Regions from separate parts of the Mus musculus genome. Here region 1 is linked to region 2. A link is a contact called in public HiChIP or PLAC-seq data. All regions are on one chromosome and are shown on one strand. Each heading gives the region's core, a stretch centred on a gene start, on an enhancer-like site or on the middle of the called end of the contact. The rest is flanking DNA. Distances are from core to core; before and after follow the strand shown. Region 1 overlaps Fmnl3 (formin-like 3). Region 2 holds the start of Prph (peripherin).

Region 1 (3,885 bases), core at 797-3,296, 300 kb after region 2:
CCAAATATAGCATGTACACTACAACAGCAGCCAGAGGGCAACAGCATCATGATGCAGTGAAATGCTTGTTGAGAATCTACCACAATCAAAGCCTTTTGTGTATCTGTCCCTGCAGTGTGTGCCTATGCACATGTGCGACCTTGACTGTGGAGGCCAGAGGCTGACACTGGCTGTGTTCCTCAATGGCTCCCCATCTCATTCTTTCAGACAGGGTCTCTCAGTCAACCGGAGCTCAAGGACTCTGCAAAGCTGGCTTCACAGCTGACCCAGGGATGCTCTTGCACCCCAGCCCTGGACCCCTGACACATTAACACCTTGGCCAGCTTTCTACGTGGGTGCTAGAGATCGAACTCAGGCCCTAAGCATCTCACCAACTGAGCCAGCTCCCCAACCCAAGCACTGTTCACAACACAAATTACTTAGGACGAGATGCCCTTCCACCTTTAAAGACAAGAAAGAGTTAGGAAAAGAAAACAAGTTTAAAGTTTGGACAATAAGTTGAAGCATCTACATACGGTTCAAGTGTAACGGGTGGGACCATTTCCAATCCAGTTTTACTCAAACTATTCTGCTTCTCTAACCTCTGAGGATTAAACGTTTATTTTTCACATATTTCAACCATTTAACTTTCAATGAGCAAACTCATGAGTGGTCAGGGACCACTTACCAACTAATCGCTAATCTCTATTCCCTAATGAAAGATTGGGCAGCAGGGCCTCCTCAAAGCCTTTCCTAGCATCAGTCAATCTTCAGACAGAACTCCCTGTGGATGTAAGGTCCATCCTGAGCCAAGCTCACTTCTCTGTAACCAGGCTCCTCTATTCCAAACGGCAGCTTCCCAACAGCCGGCTCATTCTCCCTTTTTAACCTCGTCCCATCCTGCTCGGTCTGCAGCGCCTCCTCTCCTCTGGACTACCCTAGTCACTTTTAAGACAAGACTTAAAGCAGTACCTGACTTCATTCCTGAACCAGGCTGATCTTGCCCTCCTCTGACTCCTGTGTGGTTACAACTGACTGACTGACATCTCAGCACCTCAAGAATTCCCTCTGAGTGGCTCTTTTGTTTTCTTTTTCTATGGAGACAAGGTCTTGTGTAGCCCAGGCTAGCCTGGAACTCACTATGTAGTAAAAATAACCTCTGACCCTCCTACCTTAATCTCCAAAGTGCAGAGGTCACAGGAGTGCACTACATGCTCATTTTATGGATCAAACACAGTGCCATACACATGCTCGATAAGTACTCTACCAATTGAGCTACATCCCGGCCTCAAGAGTGTTCTTTGTTTCTTAGAAACATGTAACTGAGCAAGGCAAATCGTATCCTCTTATGGGGAAAGCCAACTTTGACGCTCATGCTGGGCTTAATGCTCCCGTTCAAAATACAGTGCTCGGCGCTCATTTGTCTCTCCAACTCAGGCAGCATCATTTATATATTTGGCACGCTCTAAAGCGCTCAGGAGAGTGCCTTGTGCATAGAAAGGAATGACTGAACAGAGTAGATCTGAGACTTGCCAATCTAAATGAGGTCTTTGCTTGGCTCTCTTAATCTATTCTTTGCTCCCAAAGACAATCCTATTTTTGTTTTTGGTTGGGATTCGTGAGATAATATTCTGCTGTATGTCCCAGCTGCCTCTAAACTCATTACCCAGCCCAAGCTGTTTCAAACTCACTATGGCTCTCATGATGACTTAGACCTGATCCTCCAGCCTCCAAGCCACCAAGTGCACGTGCCATCACACCTATATTGTAATTACCTTTTTTTTTTTTTTGACAGCTTCTCATTATTCCAGGTTATCCTTGAACATGCTCTATAGATGAGGCTGGCCCTGAACTACTGGTCTTCCTGCCAACATCTCCCAAGCACTACGATTACAGGTGTGCGTCACCCGACTGTAAACAAGAGGTCAACTCTGGGAAGAGGAGCGTGTAAAAATGTGGACTCGAGCCAGTGTGGTTTGTGGCTGTAATCCCGGCACTCAGGAGGATGAGGCCCAAGTGAGACACCTGTGTGAGCCAGTGAGTTCCAGGCTAGTTCGGTGCCATGCAATGTGAGATCATGTTTCAAAACAAACGGAAATACAACATGGCTTTGGAGTCAGAAAGCTTGGATGCAGACCCTGGTTACTTACTAATTCTTTAATCCTGAATCATTTAACCTTCCTGGACCTCAGCTTTCCCATCTACGACACAGAAATAACTGCTTTAGTCTGGAGCTGTGGCTTAGCGGTAGATCATATGCCTTGCACGCTTGAGACCCTACATTCAGCTTTAGCATGCACACAAATCTAAAACAACAAACAAACAAACAAACGAAAACAAACAACCCAAAAAAAAAAAAAAAAAAACTCCTGCTTTACACAGCCATGATGAAGGAATAAGACAGTTTGTGCCAAGTAACTGCTTGGGGCTGGCATTCCACTACCATCCAGTAAATATGATCAAAAGGTGATCTGGAACATTCCCGTGGTGGAAGGCCACTGGATGTCATCTGTCCCACTTTCCAGAGTGGCCACGTTCATTACATTGTCTTTTTCTGTTTTTCATTTTTTAAAGCACTATTAGTTATCCTTTTCCTAAAAGACAAGACTCTAGAGAACAATGCTGCTACAGGGTCCTGAGGAGCCCCGGCTCAGCTAAGTCAGAGCTGAGGCTCACTGTCTTTGCTGATGTCACTGCAGCTTCACCAAGGCGAGACGTGCAAGTTTAGCTGGACCTAAAATGAAAGAGACTAAAAATATACAACCTGCCTGAGTCCAAGGAACCAGGATGCCACTCAACAACCTAAATTGCAGCCTTGGGGCAGATGGACATCTTTCTTCTGTAAGAGCCAATGCCCAGGTCGCCACAGGCAGGTGACAGGCAGGAAGGAAGGAGCTACCAATCCTATGGGTGTCCCCCCCTCTCTCCTGTTCATCTTTTGACTGAGTGCAAAGCAAGAGAAATTTTTATCATTACCATTCAAAGTTGAAGTTCCCTCCTCCAACTCTATTTTTAGTCTTCTATTTTCCTTAAAAGAGTAATACATAATATAAATATATTTTTTTTGATAAATTCAATCTTCCCTGATGGTCAACACAATTTGGTTCTGATTCTTTTAGGCCTTTTCTCTACATAAGTAAGTACATACTCTATCATACAGCATTACTGTCTGAACTACCTCTTTAGATTATTATTTTTGTACATGCACACACTCCTATCTTGGAGATTCCCATCAGCTACAGATAGTAAATGATGCTTACCTATACCAGGTAGTTAGCTGTACAATGATAAGCAAACATAATGTCCCCACCCTCAGGGAGTCAGTAATGTAGGAAAAAGGATAAATAAGTAATTAAGTAAATAATCTCAAGATGAAAAATAACACAGAGGAATGAACAAGATTCTAAGATAGAATCGCTTCTCAGCTTTTTGGCTAAAATCAAGGGTAGGACTCTTAGGTAGACAGTCATAAGCAGGGCTGGGAAGTAGGTGGCGATTGCAAAGCGGAAGCCCTGAGTTATAAACTGAGTAATTTAAAGACTCGGGCAAATGGCACCCCAAGCAGATAGAGCTTGTGCAAAGGCCCTAACATAGAAATGTTCTGGATGAAAGACTAATATCTTAAATTTGGCTCTTTTGTAGAGAGAGGAAAATGGCTGCTTGACTGTAATACAAGCAAGGCTGATCCCGGCATGGATGGAGATGGTGGCAGTAGAGAAAAACTGATGTATGTTGTTAGAGATGAAACAGTGGGGAATTTCATATGGATTGTGTACTGAGAAAGAAGAGAAAATTAGAGAGTACTCACAGGATCTGCTTTGAGCAGCAAGGAAAATGGAAGAAGTCCCAATTTAAAAAAAGAAGAGAAGAGAAGAGAAGAGAAGAGAAGAGAAGAGAAGAGAAGAG
Region 2 (3,964 bases), core at 564-3,063:
ACCAGCCCCCCACCCCAGCCCAGGTCTGACGAAAGGTACCTCTCTCCACTGCAACAACTGGGGTGTGGCAGGCTCTGGTTTATTCGCCTTGTTCTCCCTTCCCCAACCCCCCTTTTCTCATCCCCCTAGCAACCAAACTAGATCCATCAAAGAGCAGGACCTGGCAGCCGAGCTGGGAGAGACTAATAGCCTGGAAGGAAGGCGGGGCCTGGAGAGGAACGGAAGCCTAGGGATGCAAGCCAGCACTGGGCGTTGGCTCTGACCCATCTCGGAGGACACACGGAAGGTGGGGGAGTTCTCTGCTCTGCAGTCTGCAGGGAGCCATCCTCCTTATCCCAGTCAGGCATCCAGCCTAGAACCCCAAGCCTTCTTCTCTTACACCCGTCTCTTTCTCAGGACCCAACTGAGGTAGACTCATCCTGTTTGAGAGTCCCAGGGTCCCCAGTGGTAGCAGACACATGGCTCTCAGCAAACCCAAAGGGCTTCAGCATCCTTTCTCCTGCAGAGAATCCAGACGGCCTCTGTCCACTCCTGGGACTGCCTGTGCTGCATTCTGGAAGTAGTGTGTCACACAAAGGTCAGACACCAGCCTTTCTGCTAACTGGGGTGTGGGGGCGCTGTTAAGGGGTGTAGCTGTGTATTCCTGTCATGTCTGTGCACACATGCATATTTGTAGCCTCTACAAAGCTGGCTCAGTGAGTATTGGGCAAGTTATCTGTGGACCTGTCGGAGGACTTCTCTCTCTAACAGGCTGTAGTGGCTGGGTATCTCTCCCATCTCATCTCCCTTTATCTGCACCATGTCTGGGTACCTGCATCTCCTCTGCACTGGAGACTGGTGCCTACTAGTCTATATGTCTTTCAGCCCTGGCAGCTGCTATCCCCCACCCCCCTCCCCTTCCTACTTCAGGAATTCCTCTGGTTCCCGTAAGGCCCGTGACTGCCCAGCAGATGGTGTGGAGGGGGCACCAATCCAGTAAAGGCTGAAAGTGTACCACAGGCCCACTCAGCCCCAACAAGAGTGGGCACCTCACAGGCCCTTTCATGGCACAGACCCTTGGAACCCCGACATCCTCAGCACCCTGTGAGGTGCCCACTCTTGTTGGGGTGGGTGTTACGTCCGAGTTTGGGGGCTGTGTCTTTAAGATGGAAACATCACCATGCAACTTCTGCTGGTCCAAGGGCGGGGGTGGGGGTGGGAGAGCTGGTCAGTCCATTAGCTGCAGAGCTGGCGCCAATCACCAGCCCTTTACCGTGCCCTGGGGAGTAGGCAGAGATAAGCTCTTCCCCAGCTCCCTCTGCCTCAGCCCTCGGTTGTGGCCAATGATGGGGGGCAGTTGACAACAGGTGAAAGGAGAACCCCAGTTTCAGGAGACAGGAGGAGGCACGAATTCCCTGGCTTAGGCCAGGTTAGCTCTCCCTCCACCTACCCCACTTCTCATTGCTCAAAACTTGCCCTTTTCCTCAGGTCCTCATATTCCCTAATTTTTACCCCCTCTTCTGAGAGGGCACCCCAGGTCAAGCCATGTCCTCCCATTCTAGGCTCCAGCGTTGGATGCATGCTCTAAGGTAGACCTTAGCCCACCTCCATCACATCCCGGATCTCAGCCAGCAACAAGGGGGAATCAAGCAGGCAGGGTGCCAGCAACCAGGAGAGGGAAGGGGTGGTGTCCTCTCTCTGCAGGGTGGGGCATCCCCCTCCCCACACAGCCCAAGGCTGAAGTCAGGCCAGTGGGAGGAGCTGTCGTGGCCCCCCACCCCCCCTCCCCGGAGACCGCAGGGCTATAAAGCCGCCCCGCATCGGTCTGCAGCTCCTTGCCACCCGGCCTAGTTCTGCCAAGCGCTGAATGCCATCTTCCGCCAGCATGAGCCATCATCACTCGTCGGGCCTGCGGTCCAGCATCAGCTCCACCTCGTACCGCCGGACCTTTGGGCCGCCGCCCTCACTGTCCCCCGGGGCTTTCTCCTACTCGTCCAGCTCTCGCTTCTCCAGCAGCCGCCTGCTGGGCTCGGGGTCCCCGAGCTCCTCGGCGCGGCTGGGCAGCTTCCGTGCCCCTCGAGCGGGGGCACTGCGCTTGCCCTCGGAGCGCCTCGATTTCTCCATGGCCGAGGCCCTCAACCAAGAGTTCCTGGCCACTCGGAGCAACGAGAAGCAAGAGTTACAGGAGCTCAACGACCGCTTCGCCAACTTCATCGAGAAGGTGCGCTTCTTGGAGCAGCAGAACGCAGCCCTGCGCGGGGAGCTGAGCCAGGCGCGGGGCCAGGAGCCGGCGCGCGCCGACCAGCTTTGCCAGCAGGAGCTGCGCGAGCTGCGGCGCGAACTGGAGCTGCTGGGCCGGGAGCGCGACCGGGTGCAGGTGGAGCGGGACGGGCTGGCGGAGGACCTAGCGGCGCTCAAGCAGAGGTCAGAGGGCAGGACCGGGCCTGCCAGACGCTCCCTTCGCTCCCCCTGCCTTCCCCTCCAGATCCAACAGCCCTAGGGCGTGGCCGGGCTGGCCAACCCCAGGGCGAGCCTGCAGCATCCAAGCCAGCCCCCTCCCTGCACTTTGCTCCGAGAGCCTAGCGGAAGTGACCAGACATTAAGGGGACTCCCTTCTCTGTTCCTAGTCCGTTAGACGGGCAGACTGAATCCCTCCTTTTAGATCCAGGACAGCTGCATAAGCAGATGGGGGCGGGGTGCTGGATGTGGCACGAGGTCTGGGAGGTCACCCCGCAGTTCAGCATCTTCCCACTCTGCCTGTCAGGTTAGAAGAAGAAACCCGCAAGCGGGAGGATGCGGAGCACAACCTGGTGCTCTTCCGTAAGGTGAGTGAGGGGTCACGTCGAGTCCCAACACCCCAGCTGCACCCCCAGCTGCGTCTCCAGGGTGGCATCGGTGGGTTAAGGGAGGCCACTCCGTGCTTCCGAGACAGACAGGGAAGACCTGGCCCTTCCCTGGCCTGAGGAGCCCTCCTATTGATCCCCTATTCCCGTTCGCGAAGGACGTGGACGACGCCACTCTGTCCCGCCTAGAACTGGAGCGCAAGATTGAGTCTCTGATGGATGAAATTGAGTTCCTCAAGAAGCTACACGAAGAGGTGGGTGGTCGGGGTGTCTGGGAAGGCTTGGGAGAGACCTCGCTGAAGCTGCGCAGACAACAGGGATGCGTTGTGATGACAACCCCACCCTTTACAGGTGTTTTTGACTCCCACCCATGCGCCACCTGTTGGCGATAGGGGTAACTACACCCTGAACCTGACAACTGGCTTAAGGGCAACTTGGGCTCAGGTCTCAGAATTCAGAGGGGGTGCACTCCCTAGCACCCCCTTCTGTTCAAGAAAAAGGGGAGCTTTTTAATTAATTAATTAATTAATTAATTAATTAATTAATTAATGTTCTATTCACAACCCCCGCCTTTCCTGTCCCGTAGGAACTTCGAGACCTGCAGGTGAGCGTAGAGAGCCAGCAGGTGCAGCAGGTGGAGGTAGAGGCAACAGTGAAGCCAGAGCTGACGGCGGCGCTGAGGGACATCCGTGCACAGTACGAGAACATCGCGGCAAAGAATCTGCAGGAGGCAGAGGAGTGGTATAAGTCGAAAGTGCGAGAGCATTGGGGGAACCCTGGGGGACCAAGGGTGGGGAGGCACTGGGAATGGCGGTGCGCATCCCAGCCGGGCTTGTCTGCTACCGCGCAGTATGCTGACCTGTCGGACGCCGCCAACCGCAACCATGAGGCCCTACGCCAGGCCAAGCAAGAGATGAACGAGTCTCGACGTCAGATCCAGAGTCTGATGTGCGAGGTGGATGGGCTGCGAGGCACGGTGAGCACTGTGAGGCTGTCTGGGGGCGGGGGGGGGGGGCGGCAGTGGATGGATGCTGAAAACCCTTCCGACTGCCCGCATCTTCTTCCCCTTCCCCAGAATGAGGCGCTGCTCAGACAGCTGCGGGAGCTGGAAGAGCAGTTCGCCCTGGAGGCTGGAGGGTACC

The links. HiChIP or PLAC-seq counts read pairs in DNA pulled down with a chosen protein or histone mark.
Region 1: a FOXA1 HiChIP or PLAC-seq map of pancreatic cancer cells shows a contact between it and region 2. The contact joins the enhancer-like site here to the promoter of Prph in region 2. A contact is called at or near these places in 4 of 39 promoter capture datasets (the 3T3-L1 cell line, embryonic stem cells and stem cell-derived epiblast-like cells), 1 of 484 Hi-C or Micro-C datasets (nephron progenitors), 4 of 115 datasets of contacts at active chromatin or transcription factors (T-cell acute lymphoblastic leukemia, extraembryonic endoderm stem cells, pancreatic cancer cells and 1 more) and 1 of 9 other capture datasets (pancreatic islet).

The regions. Positions count from the first base shown.
Region 1 is chr15:99,357,140-99,361,024 of GRCm38.p6, forward strand. The region is part of intron 1 of Fmnl3 (formin-like 3); the gene reads right to left. Among named protein-coding and RNA genes, the nearest start is that of Gm22951, 9.1 kb to the right of the region's middle. Within about 2 kb of position 2,047, at least 17 of the 459 cell types and tissues checked have an H3K27ac peak or open chromatin away from gene starts, as enhancers often do. A contact at or near this core is called in pancreatic cancer cells, where this site is marked.
Region 2 is chr15:99,053,361-99,057,324 of GRCm38.p6, forward strand. It overlaps Prph (peripherin), which reads left to right and starts at 1,814. Exons shown (of 8, transcript NM_013639.2): 1 at 1,814-2,403; 2 at 2,744-2,804; 3 at 2,981-3,076; 4 at 3,409-3,798; 5 at 3,898-3,964. The coding sequence starts at 1,847.